7 separate regions of the Mus musculus genome follow, and all the other regions are linked to region 1. The links are chromatin contacts, called in public ChIA-PET, HiCAR-type and HiChIP or PLAC-seq maps. All regions are on one chromosome and are shown on one strand. The core of a region is the stretch at or near the end of the contact, and the rest is flanking DNA. Distances in the headings are between cores, read along the strand shown. Region 1 holds the start of Cd3d (CD3 antigen, delta polypeptide). Region 2 holds the start of Sidt2 (SID1 transmembrane family, member 2). Region 3 overlaps Gm39323 (a long non-coding RNA gene). Region 4 holds the start of Thy1 (thymus cell antigen 1, theta). Region 5 holds the start of Usp2 (ubiquitin specific peptidase 2). Region 6 overlaps Bace1 (beta-site APP cleaving enzyme 1). Region 7 holds the start of Cbl (Casitas B-lineage lymphoma).

Evidence for each region. ChIA-PET counts read pairs in DNA pulled down with a chosen protein or histone mark. HiCAR-type assays count read pairs that join an accessible place to other places. HiChIP or PLAC-seq counts read pairs in DNA pulled down with a chosen protein or histone mark.
Region 2: a HiCAR-type map of astrocytes shows a contact between it and region 1, with 2.5 times the contacts expected there. The contact joins the promoter of Sidt2 here to the promoter of Cd3d in region 1. A contact is called at or near these places in 2 of 39 promoter capture datasets (hippocampal neurons and pre-B cells), 2 of 115 datasets of contacts at active chromatin or transcription factors (astrocytes and embryonic stem cells) and 1 of 9 other capture datasets (pancreatic islet).
Region 3: an H3K27ac HiChIP or PLAC-seq map of regulatory T cell precursor shows a contact between it and region 1, with 8 times the contacts expected there. The contact joins the enhancer-like site here to the promoter of Cd3d in region 1. A contact is called at or near these places in 1 of 39 promoter capture datasets (liver), 2 of 484 Hi-C or Micro-C datasets (CD4 T cells and CD8 T cells), 1 of 115 datasets of contacts at active chromatin or transcription factors (regulatory T cell precursor) and 1 of 9 other capture datasets (liver).
Region 4: an H3K27ac HiChIP or PLAC-seq map of regulatory T cell precursor shows a contact between it and region 1, with 7 times the contacts expected there. The contact joins the promoter of Thy1 here to the promoter of Cd3d in region 1. A contact is called at or near these places in 1 of 39 promoter capture datasets (hematopoietic stem and progenitor cells), 2 of 115 datasets of contacts at active chromatin or transcription factors (regulatory T cell precursor and thymic regulatory T cells) and 1 of 9 other capture datasets (liver).
Region 5: an RNA polymerase II ChIA-PET map of memory CD8 T cells shows a contact between it and region 1, with 55 read pairs. The contact joins the promoter of Usp2 here to the promoter of Cd3d in region 1. A contact is called at or near these places in 1 of 39 promoter capture datasets (hematopoietic stem and progenitor cells), 1 of 115 datasets of contacts at active chromatin or transcription factors (memory CD8 T cells) and 1 of 9 other capture datasets (liver).
Region 6: an RNA polymerase II ChIA-PET map of memory CD8 T cells shows a contact between it and region 1, with 8 read pairs. The contact joins the enhancer-like site here to the promoter of Cd3d in region 1. A contact is called at or near these places in 1 of 39 promoter capture datasets (hippocampal neurons), 2 of 115 datasets of contacts at active chromatin or transcription factors (large pre-B cells and memory CD8 T cells) and 2 of 9 other capture datasets (embryonic stem cells and macrophages).
Region 7: a contact with region 1 is called in an RNA polymerase II ChIA-PET map of memory CD8 T cells, with 95 read pairs. The contact joins the promoter of Cbl here to the promoter of Cd3d in region 1. A contact is called at or near these places in 1 of 39 promoter capture datasets (liver), 3 of 115 datasets of contacts at active chromatin or transcription factors (memory CD8 T cells, regulatory T cell precursor and thymic regulatory T cells) and 1 of 9 other capture datasets (liver).

The regions. Positions count from the first base shown.
Region 1 is chr9:44,980,504-44,983,048 of GRCm38.p6, reverse strand. It overlaps Cd3d (CD3 antigen, delta polypeptide), which reads right to left and starts at 1,263. Exons shown (of 5, transcript NM_013487.3): 1 at 1,109-1,263. The coding sequence starts at 1,163.
Region 2 is chr9:45,953,977-45,956,521 of GRCm38.p6, reverse strand. Sidt2 (SID1 transmembrane family, member 2) reads left to right here and starts at 1,273. Exons shown (of 26, transcript NM_172257.4): 1 at 1,273-1,798. The coding sequence starts at 1,616. It overlaps A830035O19Rik (RIKEN cDNA A830035O19 gene), which reads right to left and starts at 2,536. Exons shown (of 1, transcript NR_152206.1): 1 at 524-2,536.
Region 3 is chr9:44,021,062-44,023,606 of GRCm38.p6, reverse strand. The region is part of intron 1 of Gm39323 (a long non-coding RNA gene); the gene reads left to right. Among named protein-coding and RNA genes, the nearest start is that of Gm39323, 20 kb to the left of the region's middle. Within about 2 kb of position 1,271, at least 35 of the 459 cell types and tissues checked have an H3K27ac peak or open chromatin away from gene starts, as enhancers often do. A contact at or near this core is called in CD8 T cells and regulatory T cell precursor, where this site is marked.
Region 4 is chr9:44,042,114-44,044,658 of GRCm38.p6, reverse strand. It overlaps Thy1 (thymus cell antigen 1, theta), which reads right to left and starts at 1,275. Exons shown (of 4, transcript NM_009382.3): 1 at 1,183-1,275. It overlaps Gm39323 (a long non-coding RNA gene), which reads left to right and starts at 2,475. Exons shown (of 3, transcript XR_870686.2): 1 at 2,475-2,545.
Region 5 is chr9:44,065,749-44,068,293 of GRCm38.p6, reverse strand. Usp2 (ubiquitin specific peptidase 2) reads right to left here and starts at 1,273. Exons shown (of 13, transcript NM_198092.2): 1 at 1,074-1,273. Gm39325 (a long non-coding RNA gene) reads left to right here. Exons shown (of 3, transcript XR_870690.2): 3 at 1,063-1,969.
Region 6 is chr9:45,850,302-45,852,846 of GRCm38.p6, reverse strand. The region is part of intron 1 of Bace1 (beta-site APP cleaving enzyme 1); the gene reads right to left. Among named protein-coding and RNA genes, the nearest start is that of Bace1, 13 kb to the right of the region's middle. Within about 2 kb of position 1,271, at least 119 of the 459 cell types and tissues checked have an H3K27ac peak or open chromatin away from gene starts, as enhancers often do. A contact at or near this core is called in memory CD8 T cells, where this site is marked.
Region 7 is chr9:44,232,771-44,235,315 of GRCm38.p6, reverse strand. It overlaps Cbl (Casitas B-lineage lymphoma), which reads left to right and starts at 1,270. Exons shown (of 16, transcript NM_007619.2): 1 at 1,270-1,616. The coding sequence starts at 1,428.

The sequences.
Region 1 (2,545 bases), core at 14-2,513:
ACAACTTATACAGAGAACATTAATTGTGCTGAAATTCTCAAACCCTAGCTAGTTTCTGGGTTGAGCGGTTCCTGTCCCTCCTGTGCCCCTATAATTTTTACTGTCTTTGCCATGCTTGCTTAAGGAGAAAGGGCCACCAATATGTATCAAATCTGCTCCTGAGGCTCTAAGTACATCAAGTCTGGTGGGAGAGGTGAAAGGCTGTGGGCACAGTGAGCCTTCCCAGCCCAGAGGGCACTGCCATGCCTTATGTCTACAGCCAGCCTTCCCTGGAGTCTGTGTGTCTCTGAGCTTCATTACTTAGTTACTGATCTGAACAAAAGAGCACCCTCCAGAAAACTCCAAAATGGCTGCCCCTGCCTCTGAAGCAGGAACATATATGAGCATGCTGGAGAAGAGAGGTGTATGTAATTCTTCTCCTCTTAAAGTCCCGTCTTCTTTGGAGTTACGTCCAGTAGAAATCTCTGGTGGCCAGGACAGCTCTTAGAGTAACCATTTGACCCAGTTTTCCTGGGACGGCTGAGCTCTGAGATGTGAGCTTCGCAGTGTTATTTTGGAGTTTGTTTGGTTTGGGTTTTTTGCACTCCTTGAGTCCTACCCCCGTGTTATCTACCCAGCCTGCTTTTCTGTTTTAAAAGCAAACAAACTGAGAAAGAGTTGGCACTTAGGACTTACAGACTTTAATATAACATACCCTCTGCCTGTCCTTCCCATTCAGCTAAAGCTAACTTTTCTCTTAAAGATCGCTTCTAAATTCTGAGCCGAGCCGTGGCTCCGGGTGGTCACATGACCAAGAATCCTACTCCAAGAGGCCATTTGCCTTAGACGATGCAATGGGTATAACTTCATTACTAGTTTTAGGCCTAGGGACATACAATATGGAACCATTTCCTACAAATGTCTGGTCCAAGGAGTTTGGGGACACCATCACGACCAATGTGAGCCTTGACTAGAGCAGGTCAAAGCCGAATGCTTGTTTCCTATGCCCTAGCCTTGCCCTTTTATCTTCCCCAGCTTGGTAAACGAGATGCACTATCCAGTGGACTTCTCCCAGTGACAATGCCCCTCACGGGTCCATCCTCCACACAGCTGAAGAGGCCTCCCTTACCTTGGGGGAGAACAGCAATCAGTATCAGACTAGCCAGAATCCCGCTGTGTTCCATCTTCCAGAGGGAATCATGCAACAAATAGAGGCAAGCCACAGGATGATCAGCCAGGGTTAGCACTATCCTCCGCCAACAGACTCATGGGTATTCAGAAAAAGGAAGAGTGGGGGAGGAACTAGAAGAAATCTGCCTCTCTACCTTCTGCCTTTGATGGTGTAAGACTGTCAAAGCAACAGTGGGCTAGGTGTGGGGTAAAACACAAACAGGTGCAAACTGCTCTTTCTGAAGCAAAGATTTTGGGATGATTGATACAAAGCAGAGACTATGAGGAAAGTTTGTTCAGAATTCTAGGAAGTGTAAGGGAATTTAGAATAGCCTTTCCTGGTAACAAAAAACAAATAGCAATAGTCACTGGTAACAAACAAAGAAGATTTTGGGCTTCCTATGAACAATACAACTACATTTACTCACAAACAAGGAAGTGCCACCTCTTTAGATCCACTGAGAGAAACTATTACACAAGCCACATTAGCAGATCCTCTTGTTTCTGATCAGTCTCAGGACCCTTCACAGGACACTCTGGGACACCACATCAAGCTGCTTCTAGCCAGTGGGAAGATGGACTTGAGAAGCCCTCATCCAGACATCGGAATCCTAGGTCCAGCACATAGTACCCATGCATGGAGTGTCTCAGAGCTTGTCTCCCTCAGCATCACTCTAAGGATTGGGGGAGGAGTGTTTGCATCATGCCAGCCACATTAAGCCATCTCAGTATGAGAGTCTTCTTAACAATATAATCAATCCACTCATTTGTAGAATCGATCCTCCCCAGGAGACAATAGACTTTTCTACCATGTGCTGTGGGGATCTAACTTTCCACACTGCTATAATCAGAAGGTCATCTGTCTGGGGACAAAATTATCCTTTGTGCCTGGAATCACATAGGAATTCTGTGAATTTCTGTTATGCATTGACTGGCTAAAGGAGACAATAGCCTGAGACCCTGGAACTAGCCCAGGGTCATACACCAAGAAATAAGCTAGTTGTCCCGTTGGGATGTTCTCTTCTAGGTGGGTACCACTTAGATGTTCTCAAAAGAACAGTGTCAAAAATCTCTTAAGGAAGGTCTACTCTAAGATGCTTTTCCATTCAGAACTCCAGTCTCATACATGGAAAAGTTCTGCCTAAACCCATGAGTTCTGGGATCAAGTGACAAACAAGTCCAGACCTAGCCAGAAGAACAGGCAGGAACATTCATCACTGTCATCGAGAAAAAGGCTCAGTGGAGTCTTCAACCTATTGCGCATAGAGGTTCTAGTGGTAAAGGGGTTTCCAAGTGGGAATCTAGAACCTCATCCCCTGCCACCTGCTATCCTGCAAGCCTTAACAACAACAAAAGAGAAAACGAGATAAGTCAGAGCATCAACACCCCTGCTGGG
Region 2 (2,545 bases), core at 24-2,523, 970 kb before region 1:
GTCAGGTTTTTCCCCTCTTCCACCTTTTGGGTCCCAGAGATGGTCATCAGGCATCTTGGCAAGCACCCGCACCCACTGAGACACTTCATCCACCCTTGTACATGTGTGTGTGTGTGTGTGTGTGTGTGTGTATATATATATATATAATTTATTATTGTTCATGTGTCTGTGTGTGAAGTGCGCAAGCACATGTTGCCAGGTGTCTGTGGAAGTCAGAGAACAAATTTGTGGAGTTAGTTCTCTCCTCCCTGGTGTAGAGCTCAGGCCGGGCTTTCCATGGCAAGTGCCTCTTCCTGATAAGCCATCTCAGCTCGGTTCTTGTGCATATTTTCCTATTTATGTCTGAAGTTTGGATTATATACCACTTATATAATGTTATTCTTGAATTCCCTCCTTAGATGTCCCTTTGATGGTATTAAGAATCTATCTGCTTAACTTCATAGTAGTATCTCTGACCACCTCTTCCTTCACTGTGAACAAGCAGTTTCCTTTGAGCTTTCTCAAGATCACAGGGATGCAAATTGCTGTCCCCATATTTTATTTGTATTTCTTATTCGTAGGACACAGTCCCTGGAGTGGAATGACTGGGTTGAAGGGTATAGAGCTCTTTTAAGCCTAAGCCAAAACAGTTCCTCAGAAAGGTTTTTGCCAGTTGACAACGAAAGGTCAGAATCTTTCCGTGGGCTTTGTTCAAACAAACAAAGCAGTTTCTGCAGAGTAGGGACAGAGCTCACAGGTTGGAAGGCATCCTGGTTATGGTGCCCTGGTTCTGGTTATCCCCTCTACTGTGAGAGGGGAGCGGCCGCTGAGCTGCTCTCAGTGGGCAGGCGCTTTTATGAGCCAATGAGGGAAAAAGAATGATGCTGGGGTAATGATTTTGGAGCACAATTCCTGTCTTGAGCAAAGAAATCATCTGTCAGCAAGACCCTGCACTTACTGGGCTCTGTGAATCTTGCCAGCAATGCCAACACCCAGCAGTAGAGGTGGGAGGAGGATCAGGCGTTCAAGACTCTCCAAACTTACACGACCAGTTCCAGACCAGCCTGAGTTATGTGAGCCGTCTCAAAAAGCCAAAAAAACGCGGACCACAAAAGCAAGAATCCAATACTTAGTGATCCTTCGTGAAAAACCCAACTCCAGACGCTCACAGGACAGCGAAGGAAGGAGGCGGCGACGGCTGCGTGGGAAGTAGAGGCAGCCTGGCCCTTTAAATCCGCGTCGGTTTCCCATGACGTAAGCGGGCGGGCACAGCCCGCTGTTTACCGCGGCGCAGCTCCTGGTAGCTCCGAGTTCTGCGCCGCGTCCGCCGCCCTTAAAGGGCCCGCGTCCGGGAAGCCTTCGGGCCAGGGCCACCGCCGCCTCGGCTCTCCGGGCGCGAGCGGACGCCGGGTCTCCAGCCGGGCTGGGCCGGGCTGGGCCGGGCTGGGGTAGCGGGTCGCGGTGCCGCCCTCGCGAGCCGGGATCCGCGCGAGGCCCAGGAGCGGCTCCAGGGAGGGGACGCGTCCTATCTGAGGCCGGGGTTAAAGTTCTGGTCCCGGTGAGATGCTGGAAGCTGCTGCGGCAGCCGCAACGCGCCCGGTCGCCGTCCCGTCGCCAATCCCCGCCGTCCCGGGCCATGATCGCCTGGCGTCTGCCCTTGTGCGTGCTCTTGGTGGCCTCCGTCGAGAGCCACCTGGGGGCCCTGGGGCCCAAGAACGTCTCGCAGAAAGACGCGGAGTTTGAGCGCACCTACGCGGACGACGTCAACAGCGAGCTGGTCAACATCTACACCTTCAACCACACCGTGACCCGCAACCGGGTGAGCGCGGGACTCCACGGGCGGCCGAGCGGGTGGGCGCCCGGCCTGGACTTGATGCTGCCCCTTTCCTCTCCGCCAGCCTTTGAGCCGCCCTCCCCCTGCCAAGACCTGGTTTCCACCAGCATTCCCGGGCAGCTCCAGCGGGGCAGCTTGGGAAGTTCCCTGCCACCAGCTGTGATCAGGACCGGTCTGGTCTGCTCTGTGACCTGGCTCTCAATCTAGCTCTCAGTCTGTGAGGTCGGGGTGAGGGGAAAACAGGCTCCCAGCCTTGCGTGGCTCAGACAACTCCAGATGGGGCCAACTTAGAATTGAAAGAGCTCGGTCACAGGGAGGTGAAGGAGACAGACCTCCTTGCCTCAGAAAGCCAGCTGGCCTTGTAAGTTGAAGGTGACAAGATAAGGCCCTCGAAGGCTGAGTGGCAAGAGAAAAGGGAGTTTGTTTCTAAGACAGAACTATCTCCGACTTCTTACTCATTTCTTCCCAGTAGTGAAAGTAGAAAGAAGGCTGGCAGAGCTGGGCCCAGGCAGAGCACAGCCTGGGAGATTCTTGCTGCCTGGCTGTGTGGCCTGCCTAGCTCTCTTGCTCATTCTCCAAGGCCCGATCTGGATTGACTCGGAAGCACTGGAGTTGAGGAGGAGGCACCTGAGGCTTTCTTTGGGAGGGAGAGGAGTTTGGTTTCTGGCAGGCCATGATCAACCATCAGGATCCATTTCCTTGAAGTCTGATCTCCCCTTTTGAGTACCATTT
Region 3 (2,545 bases), core at 22-2,521, 960 kb after region 1:
CCTTTCTCTTCCATCTTCCTAAGCCTGGCGTTACAGGCATATGTGACTGTGGGGCAATGGGCTATGTATGCACAGACAGCCTGGTCTCCAGTCCAGTTGAGGTCTGAACCCCTGTAGGACCTGGAGGTGATAATTTTCACCTACATGGGACGGAAGGCGTTCCCTTGTGTCTCCTAGACCCCTGGCTCCTGTTGAAGTTACCACCCCCACAGCCCCCACAGGAGAAGCTGTGGCTTTTAGTCAAGTACACAATGTCCCAAGCTTCTGACCTTCAGGCTAGACTCCTCCCAGTTACCTAGCAACAACAAGATAAGAAGCCCACTATAAGAGGGGATGCTTGGCCCCTGCTTGCTCTCTTAAGCTTTTACTGTCCTTACTCTCCCTCTTACTCTCTCTCTCACTCTAAGCTTTTACCTCTCTCTCTTTAAGCTTTCTTACTCTCCAGCCTTTCTTCTCTCTCTCCTTTTTCCCCCTTTGTCCTCTTGGCCATGGCTGGTCTCTCTCTCTCTCTTACCTTTTCTCTTTCCCCCTGCCTTTCTACAATAAAACTCCAAAACCATAAACTGTGTCTGTTCATCAAGGCCCGCTGTGCTTGGACGATGGGATAGGCTTTCTCCTAAGGAGCCGTGCCTAATTTCCCGTCAGAAGGCCTTCCTGTGCTCCAGCCACGGACCGGTCTAAAGACTCTCGCCTGCGTGGGAACCTCTCTTCCTCTGCCCTCTTCCCTGGGGCCCCTATTCTGTTCTTAGCTCCTCTGCTGTATCCAGCGTGGGATGCCAGAAACTGAGAACCTGGTATGGGGGCTGTCCCTTGTCCACCCCCTGCCAAGTGGGGTCAGTGGCTTCACAGCCAGATGTTCACCTGGGGCAGAGTGGAAAGCATCTGGCAGTCCTCCTGAGTCCACCTGCCCTGAGCACAGGAACTCTGTCCGGTCGCGGGCTCTCTCCCTCCCCCTCTTCCCCTACACCCTTAGCCCGGCATGAGACCATGCCTGTTTTGTGCGGCATGTAGGCTGGTGGCAAGCACTCTACCAACTGAATTACATCCCCAGCCTTATTTTCTTTTTATTTCTCTCTCCTTTTCTCTCTCCTCCCTCCCCATCCTCCCATGGTGTATGATGTGTGTGTGTGTGTGTGTGTGTCTGTGTGTGTGTGTGTTATGTCCATGTGCTTGTGTGTGTATTTGTAAAGGCCCTGTTCTATTACCCTGTTCCCTTGAAACAAGGTCTCTCTCTGAAACTGTTGCTAGGGTGGTTGGTGCCAGCAAGCCCCAGAGATCTTCCTGTCTTCACCTCCCCCCAGAACTGGAGTTGCAGGTGTGAAACCATGTCTAGTTGTTTGATGTGGCTCATGACAATTTGAGGCCAGGTCCTCCTGCTTGTACAGGAAAAGCACTATCATCCACCGAGCCATCTCCCCAACACCCCCCTGCCTCATTTTGAAAAACTACAACCACGCCAGTGGCTGTGAGGTAGAATTTCTTTGTGAGTTTTTATGCTTTTAAAAATAATTTTGTTTATTTATTATTGTGTATAAGTGTGGGTGCTGGCTCTGAGGTGAGTGGACAACTTTGTGAAGTTAATTCTCTCTTTCCACCTTCATGCGGGCTCTGGGGATTGAACTCAGGTCATCAGCCTTGCACACACACACCTTTTCCCACTGAGCCATATCACAGCTTGCTTCTTATGGTTTTGATTGGCATTTCATAAATGGCTAATTATGCTAAGCATCTTTTCATGTGTCTGTGGACCATTTATGAATGATCTTTTGAGAAATGACTAATCAAGATTCTGTCCAGCCAGGTGAGGTAGTACATGCCTTTAGTCCCAGCACTCAGGAGGTAGAGGCAGGTGGTACATAGGAAAATCGTGTTCCCAAAAAACAAAAAAGAAGTAAAAAAATACTTTTCCCATTTAAAACTCTATATTGCTAGCCTCTTTGCTTTTGAATTCTAAGAGTTTTGTCCACTAGAGCCACAGTCTTTTGTCTCTTATTAGAACACTGATTCCGGGGCAGAAAGATACAGTGGGTGAAGCCTTAGGGCCCAGTTCAATCCCTGGGACCCATGTGATACAAAGAGAACTGACTCCCACAGATTGTCTTCTGACCTCTACCCCCATCATATAGACACTCAAATGAACAAATTAATTACAAAGGTCATTAATTCTATCAGATTGGAGGCCCCCACCCTTACCCAATCTTATGACCTCACCCAATTTTAGTTACTTCTTTATGTTGTTACACTGGGAGTTAGGGCTTTAACATGTGCATTTGGGGAGGCACAAATGTTTAGTATGAAGTAGCTTATTTTTCACTTTTAATTTTTCAATTTGTCTTTCTAGGATTAAGTAATAGGTTTCATTATGGGACTTTCATGTACATGGGTAGCTTTGTTCTTCAAAATTATTCTTTAAATGTTTTGTTGTATTTGTTAATTATCTATCTATCTATGTGTGCTCATGTGTGCATGTGTATGGCTACTTGTGTGCCATAGCTCAAATGTGGAGGTCAGAGAACAACTTGAGAAACTGTTCTTTTCTTCCACT
Region 4 (2,545 bases), core at 26-2,525, 940 kb after region 1:
AGTGCCCTAGCTCAACACACCGGCAGGCTGTCTAGCCTGTCCTTGCCCAAGAGAGGCACAGTCTGCGAGTTCGCGAGCTCCACCTAGGCTAGGAACATCCTTTGCACAGGGCGGGCCACTCTGCCATTCTCTCTGCAGTTCAAGATCCATGGGGAAATAGACTAGGATTTCCGGATGGGCTATGGCAGTGAATGTCAGCCTGGGGTGGGGGGAGCTGCGACCAGGAGCCAGATCCCAAGGTTCTGTGGCAGAGAAAGGGGACTATTAATTAATTAATTAATTAATTTTAGAGACAAGGTCTCCTTAAGAAGCCTTGGTGAGCCTGGAACTCGTGATGTAGCCCAAGTTGATCTCAAACTCCTCCCGTCTGCTTCCGCCTCCTGATGGTTGTTGGGTGGCAAATGACTTGGATTTGATAACAGTGGGTTATGGAGGAGGGAGTGTGGGCTTGAGATTCAGGGGAGGGAAGGGGGAACACTAGAGAAAAGAATTGGGGCTGGGGCTGGAGAAGCCTGGCAGAACTAGATACAGGGGTAGCGTGATTTGGCAGAGGCGCAGCAGTGTTTTCGGCGCCCCGAATCTCATACCCAGCCCACCTAAGCCCACACCCAGACAAACTTTGCGCCCTTTCCCTGAGGCCCGGCTTGGCTAACCCCACCCTGATGCTATTTCCTCATTTTAATCTTCCTCTACCAGTTGAGATTCTCCCGCTCCCTCCCCCCTCCGCTCCCTCGCATCCTTTCTAGCTTTCCCCTCCCCCGCGCCTGCCACCCAGTCCCCTCCCGCAACATTGCGGTTTTCTTACCTGCGGTGCCCCGCACCCAGCCAGCCACGAGGTCACCCGCTGGGGACTCCCTCCAGTTTGCCACCCACCTCCTCCCTCTATTCGCACCACTAAAGCGATTTGAGCTTGGGGACCAAAGGCTGTCCTTGATGTCCTTCCTCATGGTTCTCCTCCGGCACCCACTCTTCGAAAGCGTCCGTTAGCAGGGAGAAAGCCCGTGACCCCGCACTGCCTTCCTCTCCCACCTCGACCTGGGAGCACCTTCTTTCCCCAGTTCCCGCGCCCCCATATAGGAGCGCCCTGGTATCCTTTCCCAAAACTGTAGCTGGGGAAGGCTTGCATCCTCGCCCTGCGGCGGTCCTTGCATGTGCGGGTCCCTCCCGTCGGCCTGCTCTCACCTGGACTCCCCTAGCTGCAGCCTCCTCCTGGTGCGCCAACGCCTCCAGTTGCTGCACCCAGCGCTGAAGCCCGCAGTTTTCACCAGGGGTGGGGAGAGAGGGGGGAGCAGGGAGGGACTCTAGATTCAGCCAATCGGAGGCTGAGGGAAAAGGATGGAGGGGGTGGGGTGGTCGGCGAGGGCTGACTGGAGGTGTTCCATTTGGGTGTCCGAAGTGGCTTGCTGCTACTAAAGAGGCACTCTCAGTCCTGTGATTGGGCTGACTCGCCCAGGGAAAAGACGGTTAGGGACCCTGGGGGTCGGGGTGGAGCAGTCTTCTACCCATACCCCGGGACGCTCTCCTTTTAAGGTTGTAACCCTTTCTTTGCTTGAACCTTCAGAAGCCTGGATAACCAGAGGGAGGCCCTCCAGCTTCCCCCATTCCTTTGCCTCTTGGCTGGAGATCTGCTCTTGAGCCTCCAGTGACAGGTTTTGGCTTTGGAGCCTGTTATATCAGCAAAGGGAATGGATTGGTTGTTTTCCATGTTTTCCATGCTACTGCAGCCCTTCGGAAGCAAGGCAAGGGGTGCATCTGCCTGGCTTGTTTCTGCTTCCCAGGCATCATGCCCACCTTCAGTTACTCAAAACACTTGGCCCTGTTAGGGAAACAGTGCATTCTGCTTGTAACTCCGGATCTTGAAGTCGCACCTATTTTCCTTCCTTCCTTCCTTCCTTCCTTCCTTCCTTCCTTCCTTCCTTCCTTCCTTCCTTCCTTCCTCCTGCCTGCCTGCCTGCCACTCTTTCTTTCTTTCTTCCTTTCTTTCTTTCTTTCTTTCTTTCTTTCTTTCTTTCTTTCTTTCTTTCTTTCTTTCTTTCTTTCTCTCTTTCTTTCAGATTTTCCACCAGGATTTTTCTGTGTAACTCTGGCTGTCCCAAAACTCTCTCCATAGTGCAGGCTGGTCTTGAACTCACAGAGATCCACCTGGCCCTGCCTCCTGAGTACTGGAGTTAAAAGCATGCACCACCACCTCCAGGTGAACTTGCACATTTTGGCCCAACCAGCTAGAATGTTCTCCCTTCTGTGAGTACAAGATGATCCCGTTCCGTCTCCAGACAAGGAAAGGAGGCATGCCTTCTAGCCAGCATTGCTGGGGTCATTACATCCATGGCCACTTACTAACTCCACTCCCATCCCAGCAGACTCAGCCCATCCACTCCTTGTTTCTTCATGGCTGGTTAGTAGTCAGGCTGACCAGTTGTAGGACTTGGGAACTCAAGAGCCCAGTGCTGAGCCACTCTACTCTTCAGCTAGTGGCTGAGAAAAGAGAGAACTCTCAGAATGGGGAAAGGCTGAGACCCGGTTTTGGGTCCTCAGGAATGATACC
Region 5 (2,545 bases), core at 24-2,523, 910 kb after region 1:
GTTGGAGGGCTCAGGGTTCCAGGGTGTCAAAGGCAGGCTGGACAGGGTCATGAGAGGACCATCGTTCTGGCCTCGGTGCACCTGTCTGCTCCCAAGAGGAATCTTCTGCTTCTTGATGGCTCTCCCTGGAGACTGGAAGGCCCGAGGGCTGGTGCCTCCACCCTGTCTCAGCACAAGGTACTGACTCAGACTGGGTCCTGGTGATGCACTTTGGAGGACGCCCTCATTCCAATCCTCATTCCAGAGCGGCATGCGCCTACAGCATCAAAGAGTAGGGGACATCCCCCACCCCAGGCCATCCATCAGTTCTCCATGCCTCTTGTTTTGTGGTTTGATGTGTGTGTGTGTGTGTGTGTGTGTGTGTGTGTGTGTGTGTGTGTGCAAGCTTATATGCCCGTGTTTGGGGGAGATAAGCAACCCCTACTAGAATCTTCAACTCAACTTCATTCTCAAAAGCTCTGGGGTTAAGAGCTAGGAGTTCTCTTTTCTCTGGAGAGCTAGAAACGGTTGACCAGGACTCCCCTAGGCAAGTTGCATGTCAGAGAACATTGCATGGCTGCTTTTGCTTTGGGATTGGTGAGAATTTCAAAGTTGCCTCTTTCTGATTTGGGATTGGTGGAAAATTTTTCCCTTCCGCTTAACTGCTAGCTTCCCCTAAGCCCCTTCCCCCGCTTTGGAAAACTGACCAAGAGATAGCCCCGGGATGTTTAACAACAGGGAGGTTGTTAGCTGCACACACACGTGGGGAGAGGGGGGTGTCAGGGTCCAGGGGTCATTCTCGGGCTACACAACACACAGGGCGGGGAGACCTGTACCCGCGGTTACAGTGTTTCCTCAGAACACATTGATCAGCACACAGATGGCTCTTCCTGGCACCCCGAGCTGGCAGCTGGCAGCCCCTCTCATACACTGGCACCCACAGCTGGAGTCTCCCCCTCCACACATCTGGCCCTCGCCCTACATTTCTCACGTCCAGACTGCCCAGGCTGCCTTTGACACCCTACTTTCCGAGTCTCAAAGCTGGTACTGACCCTGGCTTTTTCCTTCCCCGACCTGCGACAGGTGGCACGTACCTGCCTCTTCTCGGAGGATGGACGAGTCGAACCGGGCACAAGCATGGAGCTGCGGATGAGTCCTGGCTGGTACTGGCGCGGCGCAGCGAGCAGTGGCTGACGCAGAGGGCTCCCTGGCCTCGCTCGGTGCCTGCCCGCCTCTCCCCCACCTCCGCCGGGGGCCCAGAAAGGACCTCCCCGGGAAATCGGCGCCACCCAGCGGGCAGCAGCCTCATTGCGCCCGGGCCGGCCAAACCACACCCCGCGTTTGCGTCACTGATATACGTCATGGCTATTGGCTTGTTCCTATTGTTGCGTCAGTAGAGCCCCGCCCGGCGCGCATCTCCCAGGTAACCGGGTATATACAGAGAACCACGTGGAGAAAAAGCACGCCTGTTTGGAGCCGGTGGCGCAAGGAAAGAAGTGGACTGGAATCTGATAGGTCCTGGCGCTGGGAAGACTGAGACAGAGGGTCACTTCACGGGAAAAGGCAACATTCCAGCTTTCAGATCTTAGAGAAGGCTTTCCTACCGGGCTGGGAATGTTCTATTCCATAGACTCTTTTTCTGCCTACTTTTTTATTTTATTTATTTATATTTAAAAATGCATTTATTTAAACAACCATGTATATCTCATAGCAATATTTATAGAGCCCCATAGGTCAATCAATCAGGTAAAAAAAGATTATGTCCATTCAACACACTATCAACGTACATGACTATTCAAGTGACGCATTCTATGGGCTACTTATTAAGTACATTACTAGACATGGTGATAAGTACTTTGCATATATTAGCTTTCTCATTTAATCTTTTTAATGGTCCTGTAAAAGAACCACTATAGTCATCTATTGCACAATGTAGCTGAAGCCTAGGGAGACCATGTTCAAGTGGTAAATAAATGTCAAGTGTCTTGTACATGTCTACTAATGCAGTTCGCTTAGGTGACTACTGGGAGGACTTAGCCCAAGAAAGGATAGCATTTCATCTAAGCTATCAGGTTTAGAATAAGAAAAAAAGATGCAACTTGTATTTTAATTTTAAGCAAATGACTTTATTTTTAATCAATTAGTTATTGTGTGCAATGGTGCTTTGCTTGCATGTATGATTGATCCCCTGGAGGTGGAGTTACAGACAGTTGTAAGCTGCCATTTAGATTTTGGGAATTGAACCCTGGTCCTTTAGGAAGAGCTGACAGTGCTCTTAACTGCTGAGCCATCTATCCAGCCTGCAAACTTGACTTCTAAGAGTTATTTATTGTTAAATTAGATAACACCCCCTAAGAAAAATCAGAGTTATTCTTTTTTAAAAAATAATTTATTTTTATTTTATGTGCATTAGTGTTTGGCCTGTGTGTATGTCTGTGTGAAGGTATCAGACATTGGAGTTACAGACAGTTGTGAGCTGCCATGCGGTTGCTGGGAATTGAACCCAGGTCTTCTGGGAGAGCAGTCAGTGCTCTTAACCATTGAGCCATCCATCTCTTTAGCCCCT
Region 6 (2,545 bases), core at 22-2,521, 870 kb before region 1:
GCTCTGGACCCACCGGCCTGTGGTCCTGGTGGACCTGTCCACGGAATAAGAGCAGCCAGGCCGACAGCACTGGCACCAAGGCCACAGGCAGACTTTGAGGGTCCTCCTGAGCCTCAGAGACTGCACTTGCGTCTGTCTGTGACATGCTAGTGTTTCCTGTCACCTGATCGTCACTATTTCTCTCTGCCATCAAGAGGCCTCTGCTGCGGCTGATCCACTCCATCTGGCACTGGCAAGGAAAGATGTGTGGGATCAGTGGGTAGGGCACATTGGTACCCAGGTGTGTGTGGGACTCCATGCCCCACACCCATAATGTGGTTTCTCCTGAGTTACTTAAGCTTATGTGTGCCATCGTCAGAAAGAATGGGCATCCAGGAGTGCCATGGCTGAGAGTGGACAGACAGCTGTGTCTCTGTCCTGGCTGTGTGTGCACAGCTCTCTCCTAGCACCTCTACTAATGTGTCCCCCGCTCTACTGCTTGTGATCAACTCCTCTTAATGAAAGGAATCATATTCTTTTCCTTTTCAAAGAGGATTGGACCATCCTCTTTAAATTGTAAAAACCAAAGAGAACATTACACTCATGAAAAACCCAAATAAACTCTGTATCTTCATTTGCTTTCAATTACCTGTGCTCATCACTGATTTTAGAAGTCGCTTAACTAATAAAGGAAAAAAATAGCAGCCTCTTCTGTTTGGTTACCCACCTTGGTAAGGGTTGTTCAGGATTTTGGTTGTTGTTTTAAAATTGTTTTTCAAACCTGGAGATGCCTTCTAGGTCAAACTGGTTGAAACCACTGACCCTGGACTCCCAAAAATGACCAGATGATATCACAGAGCCAAAACCGCTGTCCGCAAATCCTGCCAATGTATGCATCCTGTGATGAGTCATGAAGTTTATGCATGTGCAGACTGTCCCTCATTTCACCTTTCCTTACCTGCAGTCACTTTCCACTGTGACTTGTATTAGCTTCCACCATGGTGACACCTGCCTAAAGCAACTTAGGAAAGTGTAAAAATGTATTTTGTGTCTCTGGTTTCCTCCTCCTCTTCCTTCTTTTCTTCCTTCTCTTCCTTGCCTTTTTTTTTTTTTTTTAAAAGAAGGGTCTCCTGTCACCCAAAATGGCTCTTGAGCTCACTTTGAAACTGAGAGTGACTTTGATCCTTTATTCTTCCCCAACCTCCAGGATGCTGAGGCACATGCCACCCACCGTGTGCCTGCCCCTTCCTCCCCACCTCAACTACATAGCTTAGGGTTTCAGATGTTTCAGTCTGTGGTCACTAGGCCACATTGCTTTGGTATGTGTCAACATAGTACGTCGTGTGACAAAGGGGACCTGCCACCGCAGCCAAGAAGCAGAGGAAGAGGAAGGAGCCAGAGTCCTAATATCTCCTCCTAGAGTATACCCCCAGTTACCTGACTTCCTCCCACTAGCACCACACTGAAAACACATGGTCCGTTGGGGTACAGTTTAGATCCAAGTTATAGCAACCCTGTTTCTTTATCACACAAGCATCCTTCAACCTGATCTTCTCCAGAAGCCAGCTTTAGTCTGAGGGTTCCTCACCTCCCCATTTAGCCACCTCACAAATGAAATTAGCTTTGTAAAACTAACTATGAAGCAGAGTGCATACATAGCAGGCCAGGTGCAGTCAGACTCTGATGGCCTGACCCTGCCCTCAGCCACACCAGACCGTGATGTTTTTGCTGTATAGGAGGATCAGGGAAAGGGCCCTGTCCTCAGGAAAACCCAGCAGCCTGTCATGGACTCTCTCTGCCCTCTCTCTCCCTGCACCTCAGCTTTCCCAGTGGCCTTCCCTTCCTTTCTCAGTGAAGTCAGCAAAGCTCTGACCTAGTCACCTTGCGAAGGTCACCATGGTCATGAGCTTGTTTTGTCCCATCTGCCAGGCCCTTTCCTGGCTTCAGGGCTCAGCAGTGCCCATGGGCTGTGCTGGCTGATTCCAATGCCAGCTTAGGTTTTCTGATCACCCCCAAAGCCTCCCCTACATTGATGGCCAAGCCGTGAATCCTACCTCAGACCTCCTCTCCGGCTCCCACTCCTGGCTGGGCTCCCATTTTCCTCCCTGCCTGCTTCTCCCCACCTCTACTTCTGTGCCTCTCCCTGGTTTCTGGGCAGCCACCAGTTAACAGTGGCTGTGCTTTTAAAATAATCGATAGAGCCTGGAGGCTCCGCATGGCAGATTTCAACCAGCTGGGTTAATGGTTAAAAGGCCTCACCCCGCTTACCGGGACCCCTTTCTGTACCTTTAGGGCTTAGCTTTGAGCACCAGAAATGGGTCCCCTCCTGACACAGTCCCTGTAACCTGTTCATGGGAGGGACACTACTTGGGATCTGTGTAAAGGCTAGCTTGAGCAGATTGGCCACTTCTTTACACTAGACTGAAACCTCTATCCAGGGACCCCGTTGTCCAGGGCCTTTTCCTGTCTCTCCTCTCTTCAGAGTTCCTCCTTCTCTACCACAAGGTCCTGAGCCTTGTTTTCTCTCTGGTCCCAGTCTGACTCTTCCACCTGAGGAAGGTTTCTC
Region 7 (2,545 bases), core at 21-2,520, 750 kb after region 1:
GAGAAACCCTGTCTCGAAAAAAAAAAAAAAAAATGACTGATTTGCAACCCAAAGTTGTGGGACTGAATAATTCTGGTGTTCAGAGACTGTTTTCTTTCTTCAAGTACTGGACAAGTTCAACAACCTACCAGCCAAAGGCTTGGTGGCAGAACTGAGTACTTAATGTCACCAAATGGTTTTGGAGCTAAAAAAATATTAGCAAACCAAGGTTGGGTACTTTCTTCTTCTTTGGAAAAGAAGTTCCTATTTTCAAAGTACTTCTAGTGAAGTCTGAAGATTAGGGAAGTGAAGGTGTCCGGGAGCTGAATTTCTGTTCCCTCCATGCAAGTGGCTCACAGCCTCTGTGGGCGGGGCCTCGTGCCGCCAGCGCATTCCGCTGAGCAATAGAATATCTTTAAAGTACATATTCAGTTCCCAGAAAAGGAATTGCTCTTCAGAAAGAAAAAGATCAAAAGGAAGTTACTTGTTTTAAAAAGGTTAAAAAGTCTGGAAGAAGCGCGTGAGACGCGAGTGTCCTTAACCTTAAACCTTTATGTGACTTAGTCTGCAAAAAGCTGCAGCAACTGAATTCCCAACCTTTGAGGGTTATAAATACCAAGGCGATTTTTAATCCCTGCGCTCGGGAGGTAGAGGCATGTGAATCTCTGTGAGTTCAGAGCCACCCTGGTCTACACAGCGAGTTCCAAGGCAGCCAGGGCTACATGGTGAAACAAGATGGTGGAATAGGGATATAGCTCAAGGTGGGGTACTTGTCTAGGATGTGTGAGGTCGTAGGTTCAATTCCAATCACCACAAAAATAAAAACACTAAGGGGAAGAAAACGAACTTTGGCTTTCTTTTTCCATCTTTCCACAAGATGAGGCAGATAACTCGAAGCTCAATATCCACATTTAGAAGACTCCTTCCATCCCTACCCGTCTTAATCCGAGCACAGCCATGACTCAACTCCCGGAGGCAACAAGCCCAGGCCACAACGAACATGGACGGCCAGGCTTCTCTTCTGCCTAGTGCGCAGGTTCTACCTTGGACCCCACCTCTTTCCTTCCATTCCTCTCTTCTCCAGCAGAGGGCGCAGGCACTGAGTTTTCTTTGGGCTCCGCCCCGCCCGTCCCAGTGGGTCAGGGCGGGAGCAGTGGGCGCGGAAACTTGGTCGAGGCTTTCCGGGAGCCGCGGGGCACGCGGGTGCACGCGAGCTCGTGCGCGCGTTGGGGGTCGCCGCGGCGTGCCGTGCTTGCCCGTCTCCGGCGCGCGCCCCCGCGTTGCGCCGGCCGCGCTCGCGCCCGCGCAGGGGCGCGCCTCAGGGCGGGCGCCTCCCTCTCACTCCCTGGGCTGCGAGCGCCGGCGGTGGTTGCCGGAGAGGCCCCTCCTTCTCGCCCGGCTCCATTCCCTCGCTCGCGGCCGAGCGGGCTCCCGACCCTCCGCTGGCCATGGCCGGCAACGTGAAGAAGAGCTCGGGCGCCGGCGGCGGCGGCTCTGGGGGCTCGGGAGCGGGCGGCCTGATCGGGCTCATGAAGGACGCCTTCCAGCCGCACCACCACCACCACCACCTCAGCCCGCACCCTCCCTGCACGGTGGACAAGAAGATGGTGGAGAAGTGCTGGAAGCTCATGGACAAGGTGAGCGGCCTGCGGGCGCGCGCGGCGCCGGGTGGGCGTGGGCGGTGGGGCGCCAGGGAGGGCTGCCGTTGGCAGTTGGGAACGTTGAGGTGTGGGGGAGCCAGACAAAGATGGGGTGGGGGCTGGGGGAGGGCTGGTCACCGCGCCACCCGGGCGGAAGTGCGATGGGGGTGCGGAGCTTGGGGATGTGGGTCGTCGAGTGAGCCCCGGGAGGTGGGCCTGGGGTGCTGGGGGTGGGATGTGTGTTGGATCTGCCGGCTACGGCTCCGGGTTTGGAAGAGGAGTCGCCCTGGGTGAGGGACTTGGGTTCAGGAGGCGGCCCGGCTGACTGCGGTCAGGGTGAGCTTATAGTTTTTTCTCATTAAGATGTAGCACACAGATCAAAGAAAAAGAGGTGGGTTTAAATGGGGGCAGGGAAGGAAGGAACTTCCCTTCTCCGCTAAGGATGGCTTAAGTTTTTGTCTTGCAAAGTGTTGGATGTAATCCATCGCTGCTGCTGAGATAGGCACTGGTTAAACCACAAGTTCTGGTTAGAACCATTATCTTTCGAAAGGTGGACTGACTGAGCGTGCTGAATTAATAGTCTGACTTCTACAGAACTTCCTGCTTGCTCTCGGTGCTTTTCGCTGGGCTGTAGTGTTTGATTTTTGTAACGGGCCTACCTGCTTATTATTTAAGACCCCTTTGATAGCCATTATAAAATCAGGTGCGGGGGTGGGGTTGCCTATGGTTAGCCCTTTAAGTCTGTCAATCAGGAGAATCTTACTTCCTTACAGTTGAGCCTGTATAATGTAGTCTTGTAGTTGGCCCCAGTACTTAAACGTGAATACACAATCTTGTCTTAACATTTTGTTGGAAGTCAGTGCTCTGTTTCCTTAACTCTTACCACAGTTATTATTTTTTTCAACATTCCTACTGCAGATAAATGT